2 separate regions of the Ovis aries genome follow, and region 2 is linked to region 1. The links are chromatin contacts, called in public Hi-C maps. All regions are on one chromosome and are shown on one strand. The core of a region is the stretch at or near the end of the contact, and the rest is flanking DNA. Distances in the headings are between cores, read along the strand shown. Region 1 holds the start of PPP4R1 (protein phosphatase 4 regulatory subunit 1). Region 2 overlaps RAB31 (RAB31, member RAS oncogene family).

Evidence for each region. Hi-C and Micro-C count contacts between places; a contact is called where the count stands out from the background.
Region 2: a Hi-C map of tail adipose tissue shows a contact between it and region 1, with 2.5 times the contacts expected there. The contact joins the enhancer-like site here to the promoter of PPP4R1 in region 1. A contact is called at or near these places in 4 of 16 Hi-C or Micro-C datasets (blood, hypothalamus and tail adipose tissue).

Annotation. Positions count from the first base shown.
Region 1 is chr23:42,221,294-42,227,823 of ARS-UI_Ramb_v3.0, forward strand. PPP4R1 (protein phosphatase 4 regulatory subunit 1) reads right to left here and starts at 3,962. Exons shown (of 20, transcript XM_060405240.1): 1 at 3,910-3,962; 2 at 3,773-3,817. The coding sequence starts at 3,916.
Region 2 is chr23:42,327,844-42,333,853 of ARS-UI_Ramb_v3.0, forward strand. RAB31 (RAB31, member RAS oncogene family) reads left to right here. Exons shown (of 7, transcript XM_015103657.3): 2 at 5,245-5,324. Among named protein-coding and RNA genes, the nearest start is that of RAB31, 28 kb to the left of the region's middle. Within about 2 kb of position 2,813, at least 27 of the 54 cell types and tissues checked have an H3K27ac peak or open chromatin away from gene starts, as enhancers often do. A contact at or near this core is called in hypothalamus and tail adipose tissue, where this site is marked.

The DNA.
Region 1 (6,530 bases), core at 2,712-5,211:
CCGAAAGGAGTGAGGCGGGGTAGTTACACCCCATCAGTCCTGGTTCTATCACTAACTGCTTCAAACCAGAAAAACAGCACTGGGCAACAGGATTCCAAAACTTTAACAGGAAAAAGTCATGCTATGCCATATTCCAGAACACAGCTCCAAGGCCCGTCCGAGGCACGCTAGTCACAGCTGAGAGAAATTAACATGAAGACTAGATTAGCTGTATTACCCACGAGCCTCATTCGAATCACCCCTCCCTACCAGGTTAAATTAAACCTTAGGCAGCATGCTACATGCACCTTCAAGGGTATTATTCTAAGTACAGGTTCAAACAAACTGCCTACACTAGCTGGGGCTGCTCGATGGTGCAAACTCAGGAATCTAAAGGAAAAATGGTCTTTAATATAAAAATACTCTAAATATTAGAATCAGGAGGTTTGGCTTAAATTCTGGCTGGTACTTAGAGGAGTTTTGTCCCCTGAGAGAATCATTTGGTCTCTATGCATATCAGTTAATATATTTATTATTATCAGAACACCAGAGTCTACAGATCCCATCGATTCTAGGAAGAACTCACGTACGAGAGCAACTGGAAACCACTAGCCTGATGTCATCTTTCTCTTAGAATAATATTCTTCAACATTATTACTTGAACCAAAATTTAAACTTTAATGAAACTCCTTCAGTGAAATTATTTTTACAAACACTAACTCATCAAATCCTACTGTATCTGAAGTCCCATCTTACCTACCCTAGAAATCCAGCAACTTAACTGTACACCAGAATTGTGTCTGTGAAGAACTGATGACAGAAATTTAAAATCTCCTCCTCCGAGAGTCTATCTGGAACTCCACACTGGAACCCATCATCCCGGGAACACAAAGGGTTCCCTAGCTTGGAAGTCGCTCTGCTTTCTCTTTGAAATTCAAAGTGCCTCTCATCAGCGGTTAAGTACTGGAAATATCACTTTTAAGCAAACTGAATTTTTCAATGGGCTAGTCTCCTAAACTTAATAGTATCGTACAAAGATGTCCTGATAAGGAGTCTGCCTGCAATGCAGGAGACCAGGGTTCGATCCCTGGTTTGGGAACATCCCCTGGAGAAAAAACTGGCAACCCACTCCAGTATTCTTGCCTGGAAAATACCACGGACAGAGAGAAGCCTGGCCGGCCAGAGTTCATGGGGTTGCAAAGAGTCAGACACAACTAATAGACTCCACTTCTCTCTCTTCTCTATGATCCTTTGAGGTGTACATACAAGGTACCATTTTTCACACATTAGGGGTTTTTTTCCTCCAAGAGTATCAGTCAAGTCCATCTCTGACCAACCCTTTCCTGTTCTACTCACGTTTCTACTGATTCTACATAGAGACTAGAGGCTTAAAATGAAACTAATCAATGAATGACCTGAGACTCTCATTTCAGGATCTGGTGATGGCCCCTTTTCAAGATCTGGATCTCACCTGGGGCCTCCCCCGGGCTCCCCAGCTGCTCATTACTTGTACAACAGCACTGACTCTCTTTTGTCTTAAGTCTAGGACCTGCAATTAGGAAAGGCCACCAAGAATCTGGAGCTCAAGCAGCTGACTCAACCCTTGGTGTAGCTGAAGGGGCAAGCCCCGAGATAGCCTCCGCCAGCATTGCCCCAGGCAGAAGACCTGGCTCGGAGACATAGTCCAGCCGTGCAGGCAGCCCAACCCCCACCTCCTCCACCCCAACATCTCTGGTCCACTCCCTTGTCCAGGACATGCCCAGCCTCTCCATTTCCTCCCCAGCCATCTCACCCTGGCCAAGGCCCCATGGCTAGCTTCCCCTCTCACCCACCCCCTTCACAACAGGCCGTGAGGGGTCCTTTAACTGGCCGTAGGTAGGTTCCAAGATGGCTTGTTCCTGAATATTCTGGGTAAAGCCATCACATGTAGAAACTGCAGCCACTAAGAAAAATAAGCAATTATTCCAACAAAGACTTCCACCAAACTATAAATATGCAAATAAGCTACCTGTACCTTCTAAGGTTGAACATTTTATCCTAAATTGAAATACACTCGACAGCACTCAACAGTAAATCAACTGTACTTCAATAAAACACACACGGAGGGAACAAACAGGATCTTAAAAAAGTTAAGAGCACTAGCAGCACCTGTAAATATGTAAATTTTGTGGCGTGATGTTCAACATCAGTATCCCCTCCCTGCACTTTCTTTCCAGCTTCCCTTATAACACCAACAAAAATTGTAGTCACTATTTACCAGGTATTATTCTAAGTGTTTTGTGTGAATTAATTTACGAAAAGCTCTAACAGCTCTCTAAGGCAGCTAACGTTAATTACACCTATTTATAAATGACTACATTTGGCACTGAGAAGTTCAAGTGAGTTGCAGTCTGCTCAAACTGAGGACGCCAAGGCTGGAACTAAGCAGTCCTGCTCCTAAGCCCGGTCTGTCCAACACTGTACTGGGATGCCCGGACACCTCACTGTCACACTTACATCATCAAAGCTACTTGGGAACCGCTAGAAGGGCACAGAGCGTGACCGCCTCTGCTGCTCTCCCCTCAGCAGTCTGGACAGTCCTGAGAAAATCAGGCCAAGTTCCACACCGGTGGGCTGCCCCTTTCAGACTGTGCTCCTTAAGGATGAAGGAGAAAACTGCAGCTCATCTCTTAGGCTTTGATTATCCAGGGCACCCAAGTGACAGTAAATGAATGAGACAGTCCTCGACACCTGCTGCAGAGGGGCGTCTTCCACCGAGAAAAAGCCTTGGGCCTAAACACACGCCTGAGAAGGCCCCGCATAGGGACAGTCCTTAGTCAACTCTCCGAACCTCTCCAACGCTAACCCTGCAGGAGCCCCAGAGCTGCGGTAACCGACACCTGAAACTTAGCAGGTGCGCGCGTCCTAGTGGACAGCACGAACGGAGATGGGAGAGCCGGCCTTCACTACATGAGCACTGCTGCCTTCAGAGAGCCTTTTTACTGAAGAAGAAGAAAAAAACCGTAAACCCAGACTGCACCAAACACGAGTTTACGTATGGTTCATTCACTTTAGAAATGTTTTTTCCTAAAAGCTCCTTATAAAGAGTCAGTTTCCCTCACGTCACTCAAAATACCCCGTAATTTAAAAACTGAGCTTAATTTGGGCAAGGAAACCACGTTAGACAACGCTAGGGATCAGCTCCCGGCACCTACAGGAGGGACGCCCAGGTACAGCCCCCGGGGGACCCCCGAGGCGGCCCGCACCACCTCACTGTTCCCGGAGCCCCCACGTCCCCGTAAGCCGCCCCCGCTGGAGCCGCCTCCCAGCTCCCTTCCGACCCCGGAGCAGAGCACGCGAGCGGGACGCCTCCTTCCCGACGCTCCTCCGGGAACAATGTCAAACTTTTTGTTTTTCCTGAAGCACAAGACTCCTCCACTCGGAAACTTCACGGTCCCCAGGAAGCCAAGCGTGGAGGCGCGGGAAGGCCCGGCCAAGCCGCCAGCCTTTGCGCCGAAGAAAGGCGGTAGATGCTTGCGGGCCCGTCCCGCCGGGGCCGCCCCTTCCGCCTCCGCGGACCCGGGCCCCCAGGACCCCTCAGCCCGGACGCCGGACCCGGGCCGGCGGCCTCGGCGGGGCTCTGGGCGGCGGGCGGCGCCCCGAGCCCTGCCTGCCGCGGCCCCGGCCCCGCCGACCAGCCGCCGCGCTCCCGCTTCCGCCGCCGCGGCTCCGCCCGAACGGCCGCCCCGAGCCGCCGAGGCCTGGGCTCCCCGCCGCCCGCGCCCTGCCTCCCGCCCGCCCGGCTCGCACTCACATCCGTCCGCGTCCTCCGGCAGGTCCTCCTGCAGCAGCGACAGGTCTGCGCCGAGGGAGACAAGAAAGGCCGTGAGCCCGCCGCCCGCCGCCCCGCGCCCTCGCGTCCCCGCCCGCCGCCCGCCGCGGGGCCCGTACCCGCCATCTTGCGGCGCCCCCTCCTCCGCCGTCGCCCGGGGACCCGGGGCTCCAGGGGCGGCGCGCGCGGCGGCCGGTGGACGCGCGCGGGGGGCGGCGCCGCGGGGACGCGCGGGGCGGGCCGAGGGCGGCGGGCCGGGGGCGGCTCCGGACGCCGGGCGGACCCGGCCCGCCCCGCCCGCCTGCGAGCCGCTCCGCCTGCCGCCTCGCTCGCTCCGCCCTCCGGCGCGCTCTCGGCTCGGCCGGCCCCTCGGTGCGCCGAGTCCGAGGCGCTGCTGCTGCTGCCGCCGCCGCCGCCGCCGCCGCCGCCGGGGCTCCGCGCCGTGTGCCGGGCTTAGCCGGGCGGGGCCGCCCGCGCGCTTTGTTGGGTCACTGGCGCCGCCCGTCGGCCCGCGGGCCCCGGTCCCGGCACCTGCCCGCCCGTCTGCTCGGCCGCGCGCCGGGGCCACCTCCGGGCGTGAAGCGCCGCCTCCGCGCCGGCCGCCGGGTGCGGCGAACAAAGCCGCGGGGACGGCCCGGCTCCCGCGCTGGCTCCGGCCCGGCGGTGGGCGTGCGCCCCGGTTGCAGGAGTACCAACGAACCTCGCCCCCGGGGTCGTTGGGATTAAGGAAGAACGACAGGAGCCGAGCACCGAGTACTGGGCGTCCCGCAGGTGCTGGGGAACAGCGCCTCGCCTTAGCTTTTGTCTGTAAATAATTTAAATAATTGTCGTAGCACTCGAGGCGCTCGGCTGAAATTTGCAGCACGCGTTCTGTTACTTCCGTCTTTCCATAAGTGCTCAGGGATGCACGCAACCGCCCAGTATGGAGGGGGCCTCAGCTCCAGTTCCCTGCCCCACTGCCCACTGGCCTCTGTCCAGGACTCAAGCCTACCTACCGGTCCCCCAAGGCCTCCAGGATGGTCATGCCCTGAATGACCGTTACACAGGGACGTGTGTAAATGACGCCACGTTGGGGGTCTGGCCTTGGGGGAGGAGACGGAATTCCGAATGGTCTGCACGATGATCTTAACCAAGGACATTATATTACATTTAATGCCGTGAAAGAAAGCCTCTGAAATACGTAATTCTGGATAATAAAATGGGTCCCACGTAGCTATTTAAAATACTTCTCTCTCAGATGTTACAGGTTGCAATATGGATTTCAAGAAGAGAAGTCAAAGTCGCTCAGTCCTGACCCGAGTCTTTGCAACCCCATGGACTGTAGCCTGCCAGGGTCCTCTGTCCATGGAAATCTCCAGGCCAGAATACTGGAGTGGGTTGCTCCTTCCCTTCTCCAGGGGATCTTCCCAACCCAGGGATGGAACCCAGGTCTCCTGCATTGCAGGCGGGTTCTTTACCGTCTGAGCCACTGGGGAAACATGCATTCCATAGTATGTATTATTAATATTTTGCTAGAGCAAGAAAAACTGGAATAGCATCTCTAACTCTAGTGTCTAGTTTTCTAGTGTCTGTCTAGTTTAACAAAATAATTAAAACTAAAAGCCAAATGGCCACCATCTAGTTCTCTCCTTCCTTGCAGGACACTATTATGTAAATTCAGCTGATACTCTCAAAATGACAAGGAGCTAGAAATTCACAACTGTCATTTGACTCAGTCTATGAGAGCTTTGCCCTGCTAAATGCTACCACTTCAGTAATCCTGGGTGGAAAGGGGAGGGCAGGGCACTGGGGTCTTTCCACTAGCTTGGGGTCTCCCTGCAGCAGCACAGACTCTACAGTGCCAGCTAGGCTTTGGCCCCCAGACACACGTGGAGGTGAAGGGGACCATCTGGGCGATCCACCCAGTAGAGTAAGACTCAGTGATGGTGATAAAACAGATGTTATGTTACAAATACTTTGGCCACCTGATGTGAAGAGCCAACTCATTGGAAGACACCCTGATGCTGGGAAAGATTGAGGGCAGGAGGAGAAGGGGTGACAGAGGATGAGATGGTTGGATGGCATCACTGACTCAATGGACATGAGTTTGAGCAAACTCGGAGAGAGAGAGAGAGAGAGAGAGAGAGAGAGAGAGAGAAGGACAGAGGAGCCTGGCATGCTGCAGTTCATGTCAGCAAAGAGTCGGACACGACTGAGCAAGTGAACAACAACCAAATGCTAGCCTGGGATATATAGGTCGACTGAGACTCTGCCTTGGGTAAGCAAGGCTGCACAGTGAATTTTATCTCACTTTCTCTGGGAAGGCAGCCAAGGAGGAGGGGCTGTGTAATTGTATCCATATTGTTCAGGAGCTGTGCATTTGATTATCATCTTACCTGCATCCCACTTTAGGGCAGGTCCCTGGAGGCAGCTCAGTGTTTAGACATTTCAGTGAGGACATTTTTATTCATGGTTCAGCACAAGCACGTTTTTTACATGTGATTATTCTGTCACTCTCTAGTCCTTGCTCAAAGATACAATAAATGGTTTTTACGCCAGTATTTGTAAAGGGTGCTGTGCTTCCTCCTCATAGTAAATGACATTTAAAGAACAGTCATTGTTGTGCTATGGCCTTACCCCAACTGCACTTACAGTGTAGACGGTGGATGCCGAGCTGTGTGTCTGGAGGTCAGAGCACAACCCAGAGTCTGCGTCCTTCACCTGCTCTGCCCCTAAAATCTGCAAAACAGGGGGAATTCAC
Region 2 (6,010 bases), core at 1,563-4,062, 110 kb after region 1:
AGATGGTGTTTCAACACCTGGGGTGTGTCTTGTGCTTGGAGACCCATATCCCTGGACAGGCTACTCTAATTCCCTGTCCTTGGGTGATGCTTCCAGGACTCAGACTTGACCAGTGATAGGAGGAGACAGGGCAATTCGACTGAAAACTTTTCCACAAACAATAGAAACTGAACTAGAATCTAGATAATGTACTTTAAACTACAAGATCCTGGATGATGCCACGAAAATCCAGTGTGCTGCAACTGAGTCCCAGCACAACCAAATACATAAATAAAATAAATATTAAAAAAATAATATATGCATGTTTATTATGTTCAAGGAAATAAAAGTCATGGTTTCAGACTTTGGCATGCCATCGAAAACTGTACTGTGAAAATATTATGGTGAAATAATGCAATAACTGATATCAGAAATTCAATAAATGGGTTTATCATCATGTTCAATACATCTTTAAAAAGAACTAGAAGATAGGTCAGAATAATTCCAAACCGAAACTCAGACAAATAAAAGATGGAAAATAAAGAAAAGAAGATAAAGAAGTACATGGTACGGTGAAAAAGTATAATACAAACACAGCTGGAGTCACAGAAGGAGAGAAGAGAGATGACAGCAGAAACAAAGCTTCAGGAGATGATAGTGGACACTTCTCCGTAGAAAATGCCTGGCTGGGTGCCGGGAGCTTTTATGAGCTCAGCTTTTGTCATCATCGCTGTGAATGTTTAGTCCACTTCTGTTCCGAAGAAGGGTTGGGATTGTTGGCAATATGCCTGGAGTCCAAATGCAGGAGTCCCCCAGGGTGGGCAACAGAGGGTGAGATGGTTGAATAACATCACCAGCTCAATGGACATGAATTTGAGCAAACTCTGGGAGATAGTGAAGGACAGGGAAGCCTGGCGTGCTGCAGTCCATGGGATTGCAAAGAGTCGGACATGACTTAGCAACTGAACATCAAATGTTCCCCAAAGATCTCTTCACTCCTGGGGTATTCTGCTTGGACTGTAGGCCTGAGAGTCTGGTTGGTACTGGCTGAAATCCCAAGTTTGAAAGTAGAATAAAGTTTCCTATGGAAATAATACTATAAATGGATGTTGGGGTCTTCATTGTAGAGAGCTATAGCACAGGCCCAAGCTTGGGAAAGAATCGTGATTTATTTAGAGCATTATGTCAGCAGAAAGATGCATGCCTGAGTTTTAAAAGTTTGGAGCCCAGCCATCAGCCGTCCTGTTGACTTCTTAGGGTAGCCTGTGCAGTTTTGGTCCCCCTGGCTGTGACACCCTGTCTGATTCCTTTGAAAGTTTAGGTCTGATGTGTAAGTGACCTAGGGGCTTCCCAGGTGGCGCTAGTTATAAAGAACCTGCCTGCCAATGCAGGAAAAGTAAGAGACCCTGATTCGATCCCTGGGTTGGGAAAATCCCCCAGAAGAGGGCATGGCAACCCACTCCAGTATTCTTGCCTGGAGAATCCCACGGACAGAGGAGCCTGGCTGGCTACAGTCCATGGGGTCTCACAGAGCCAGACACAACTAAGCAGGTTAGCACAAAACGCAGCACAACCTATTAGGGAAAAGACTCTGACCAAGAACAGATATAGATACAGATGTACGTGTGTGTGTGTGACTGAGTGACTGTGCTGTACACCTGAGACTAACGATGAACGACATTTTAAATCAACTACGTTCAATTAAAAAAAGAAAAGAATTGGTTTTATGTGATGCCTCCTTGGTAGCTGACAGTACGTCCTCCTCCCATTCGGGCAAGACCTAGCAGATGTATCTTTAGGGCGAATGACTCTCTTATGGTTGGTGAACCTGGAAAGCAGTAGTAAAGGCCCTCATGGGTCCAAGAAGTGGACTTCTTTTAAGAAGACATTTACATCTGTCGGGGAGTTGATTTACCTGGTGAGAGCCTGTAGGGTTTTCATGGGACTCGGAAAACTGTTCTCTGACCCTCCAACCTGCTGTGTGACCTCGGGGAAGCCACGCAGCCTCCTTTCCTGCAGACTCGGGGCTGGATGGGCTGTAACAACGTCCTGTCATTTCAGGAAGTGGAGCCAGCTTCCTTCCAAGGGCGTCGAGTCCCCCGGAAGTCACGGGGCCGAGGAGAAGGGGTGAGCAGCCTGTGCCTCCCGGCCCTCCTCTTGTTCCTCTGATGCCTTTATCCACCCAGGAGTTGCTGCTTCAGAGCTTTGCAATTTCCTGTGGGACAGGCATGATCTGGGGCGTTTTCCTCCTGCCTCTGTGTGTATGTGTGTGTGTGACTGTCTGAAAGAGGTCCTGCAGGAAAAGGAAGTCACCCAGCTCAGTGATTCATGACGACTGCCCTGCATCCTGCTCTGCCATCGTCTGCCATCCGTGGGCAGGGCCTTCCCCTGGTGGCCGACGGGGGAATGGCAGGCCTGGGAGCAGGCCATCCCCAAGTTGTCACAAAGCCTCTGACCCCACAAGATGACTTTGTCGTCATTCAGTCACTCAGTCGTGTCCAACTCTTTGGGATTCCATGGACTGCAGCACTCCAGGCTTCCCTGTCCTTCACCATCTCCCGGAGTTTGCTCAAACTCATGTCCATTGAGTTGGTGATGTCCCCTTCTCCTGCCTTCAATCTTTCCCAGCATCAGGGTCTTTTCTAATGAGTCAGCTCTTGGCAGCTGAAACCCTTGGGCAGAGCAAGTAAATGGGCTCCGAAACGTGCCCCCTGGAGCAGAGTCCTGCCCATGAGAATGCCCCCTCGGGCCAGAGCCCTGGATGCCAGCCGCTCCCTTAGAGGAAGGGCTCTGCTGCTGGGGGGGAGGCTATCAAGGGGCCATTGTCCCAGCTGGGTACGGGGGAGGCCTGGGTGCAGCCCAGTTCTCCCTGTCCAGAGTCGCTGGGACTGTGAGGACTGCAGGGTGGTAGGGGTCTGCTCTTTCACAGGGACTTTAAGCTCAGCTGAGATGGCAAGGACGGGGCTGTGGTCTGGGGACACTGAGAAGCGTTAGCTGGAGTCCTTCCTGGGGATGCAGCTGGAAATAGCAGTCGCATTGATCTGGAGTCTGAGGAGCTGGTGTTTCCTTTCTGTCGTCACCTCTTTGAACTCTGCACATCGACTCAGGGCTGCAAAGATGCAGCGTCTGGTGCGGCTTTTTCTGGGGGCTCAGAGCCAATGCAGGCCACGTGCTCTGGGAGATGACACCTTCTGGACAGTGACCTTCTGATGAGGATCCCAAGCCCGAGGCCCTCCCGCCCCGGGTTTGCTAGGATTGTCCCTTGAATGCGGGAGCGAGAGGGCACTCCCATGACTCAGATGCTGATGGTGTTTCAAATCTGATTTCATGTTTCAGTGTCTGGAGAAAAACACCTTTCTCTGAGTTTCAGCATTTTCTCCTTGATCTGTGGGCTTTTAACGTGAAGCTTTGAAGAGAAGCTCATCACTGTCTTTTCCTTCTTGGGCTAGGTGTGTCTCTTTCCCCGCTCACTTCTCTGTCTTGAATCTCCACAGTCCTCCCAGAGCAGATACGTGCCCTGGATCTCCTTGCCGTGCGGCCACTCTCAAAGGGCAGCGGGGGCAGGAGCTTTGTTCTCCTTGTCCTGCTTTCTGGGCAATCTCTGGACTTTACCTTGCCAACTCTTCCTTTGAAATTTCCATTTTTGTCATCATGTTTTTAGTTTCTGAGGGTCCGTCTTACTTTCTGAATGATCTTCTAAAAATGCATCCTCTACTTTTCTGTGGGTGTAAATCTCCGGTATTTCTTAGATGAGTATTTCTTTTTTAAAGATTAAAATGCATCCCCAGGGACTTCCCTGCTGGTCCAGTGGTTAGGGGTTCACGCTTCCAATGCAGGGGGCACGGGTTTGATCCCTGGTCAGGGAACTAAAACCCCGGCATGCTGCATGGCTTGGCCAAAAGAAAAAAATAAATAAAAGGAGAATGTTTAAAAAAATAAAATGCCTCCCCAAAGCTCTGTTTGCACAGGGGCTGGTGGGTGGGGGCACACGTGGCCTCTAGTTGGGGGACTCATAGCTGGGTCTGCAAGCGGGGAGACACAAAGACACAAAGCCTCTGACCCCTTCCATCTGGGCTCGCACAGGGTGGGGCAGGGTGGGGTACGTAGCTCCCCCCGCCCCAACCCGAGCTGTGTGCAGGGTCGTGGGCCAGCCTGTATGTGACACAGGTGTTCTGGAGTCAGCCTCCAGCATCCTCCTGCCTCTGATTCCGATATTCTGATTCCAGCACTGCCTCCAGCTCTTGGTACCTGCAGGGAACATGGGTGGGACTGACTCGCTCTCCCCGCTGCAGGCCCTTAGGCTCCGGCTCCCTCTTTAACAGTGACCCCACCTTCCCTCCCCCAGCTGTTCCTCTCTGTCCTCACTTGTCTGATGGTTGTCTCTTCTCCCATCTCTATGACCTTGTGAATGTTTTGTTTTTTCTTTTTAATTCCTTAAACCATTTGACAAGGGATTTGGAAAGGACTGGAGAAAAATGCATTTGGGAGTTCCCAGGTGGCACTAGTGGTGAAGAACCCGCCTGCCAATGCAGGAGACTAAGAGAGGCGGGCTCGCTTCCTGAGTCTGGACGATCCCTTGGAGGAGGAAATAGCAACCACTCCAGTGTTCTTGCCTGGAGAATCCCGTGGACAGATGAGCCTGGCCGGCTACAGTCAGGTTGCAAAGAGTCAGACACGACTAAGCAACTTAGCATGCACACACAGAGAAAAATGCATGTGTCTTTCCAGTCTGTGAGTGGACCGCCTTCCTAACAGCTTTATAGAATTATTTAACAGAGAAAGAGCTGTACAATTGAGCAAAACTGGAGGTTCTTATGCAGCCATCAGATTCTAGAGAGAAAATGATAAACATGCAATAATTAGAATTTATCGTTCTTACAGGATGATACCTAGAAAAATAGGTTATGCCTTCTTAGAGTGCTAAAGGTTTGAATAAAATCAGTTTCTACCAAAACAAAGTGATATTGTTGCTGTGCTTCTTAGATCCCTCCCCAAATTTCCAAATTTCTGGAAGTAAATGTATTGGGACATGCCAGTTCTAGGTTAATTATTGTGTATAGATGGCACATGTTTCTGAAACTTACTTTTAGCATACTTCTTTTATGAAGGCAATATGACTTCATTGTCAAAATTTCTGGTATGAAATAGAAGGAAATATCCCACTTCCCCCCAGCCGGAAGTAAGCTCCCCTGTGCTGGGTTCTGTTTATGCTGGGTCAGAATCCGCCCCCTTTGTCTTCATGGCTCTGTTCTCGTCCTCTTCCAGGACACTGGCGTGGGGAAGTCCAGCATCGTGTGTCGATTCGTCCAGGATCACTTTGACCACAACATCAGCCCGACCATTGGGTAAGTTCTCATCTGTTCTTCCGATTCACCTTTCTTCCTTTCTAAGTACCCAGAGAGGTCACAGTGTCTGAGCCTTCGAGGGTGTTCATCCCAGCCAGGGAGACTCAGTCCCGACTGTGAAGACTTGGACACAACTCAGGGCCTTGGGCGATGTGTCCAGTCTTCCTATCCCTGCAGTCCCCTCCACCTTGCACCAGCCGCCCTCACTGCCGCCTCGGGTTGTTTCCTTGATCTCGAGTGCGTTATTCTGCAGATCATGCCGACTTTATTTCCAGATGGGACGAATCCCTGAAGGTCCTGCTTGAATCTGCCTGCCAGGAAACCTGGGAACGCGTCCACGCACAGCAGAGCCGTCTGCACGGATCGTGGGCAGATTGATTTTCCTTTCCTGGCTGAATCCAGGGTCGGCATCTCTGTTCTGATGCTTGGGAGAGGAGGGGAGGATTGCCCTCCTACCCCCTGCCCTGCCCAGACCTCAGCCTTGGGACACGAGAGCACTTCCTGTTCGCTTTCTCTTCGCTTTCTCTTTGCTAGGATGACTTCACCAGATGTGCTTCTGCCGTGCTGCTTTGCAGGTGGTTAATTTTTCACCATCTTAGTACTTAGCCCAGTGTCTTTTTCTCCATGAAGTCAGCATGCTCTCTGCAGAGAGCAAGGTTTGGTTTTCCTCAGCTGGGAAACAACGG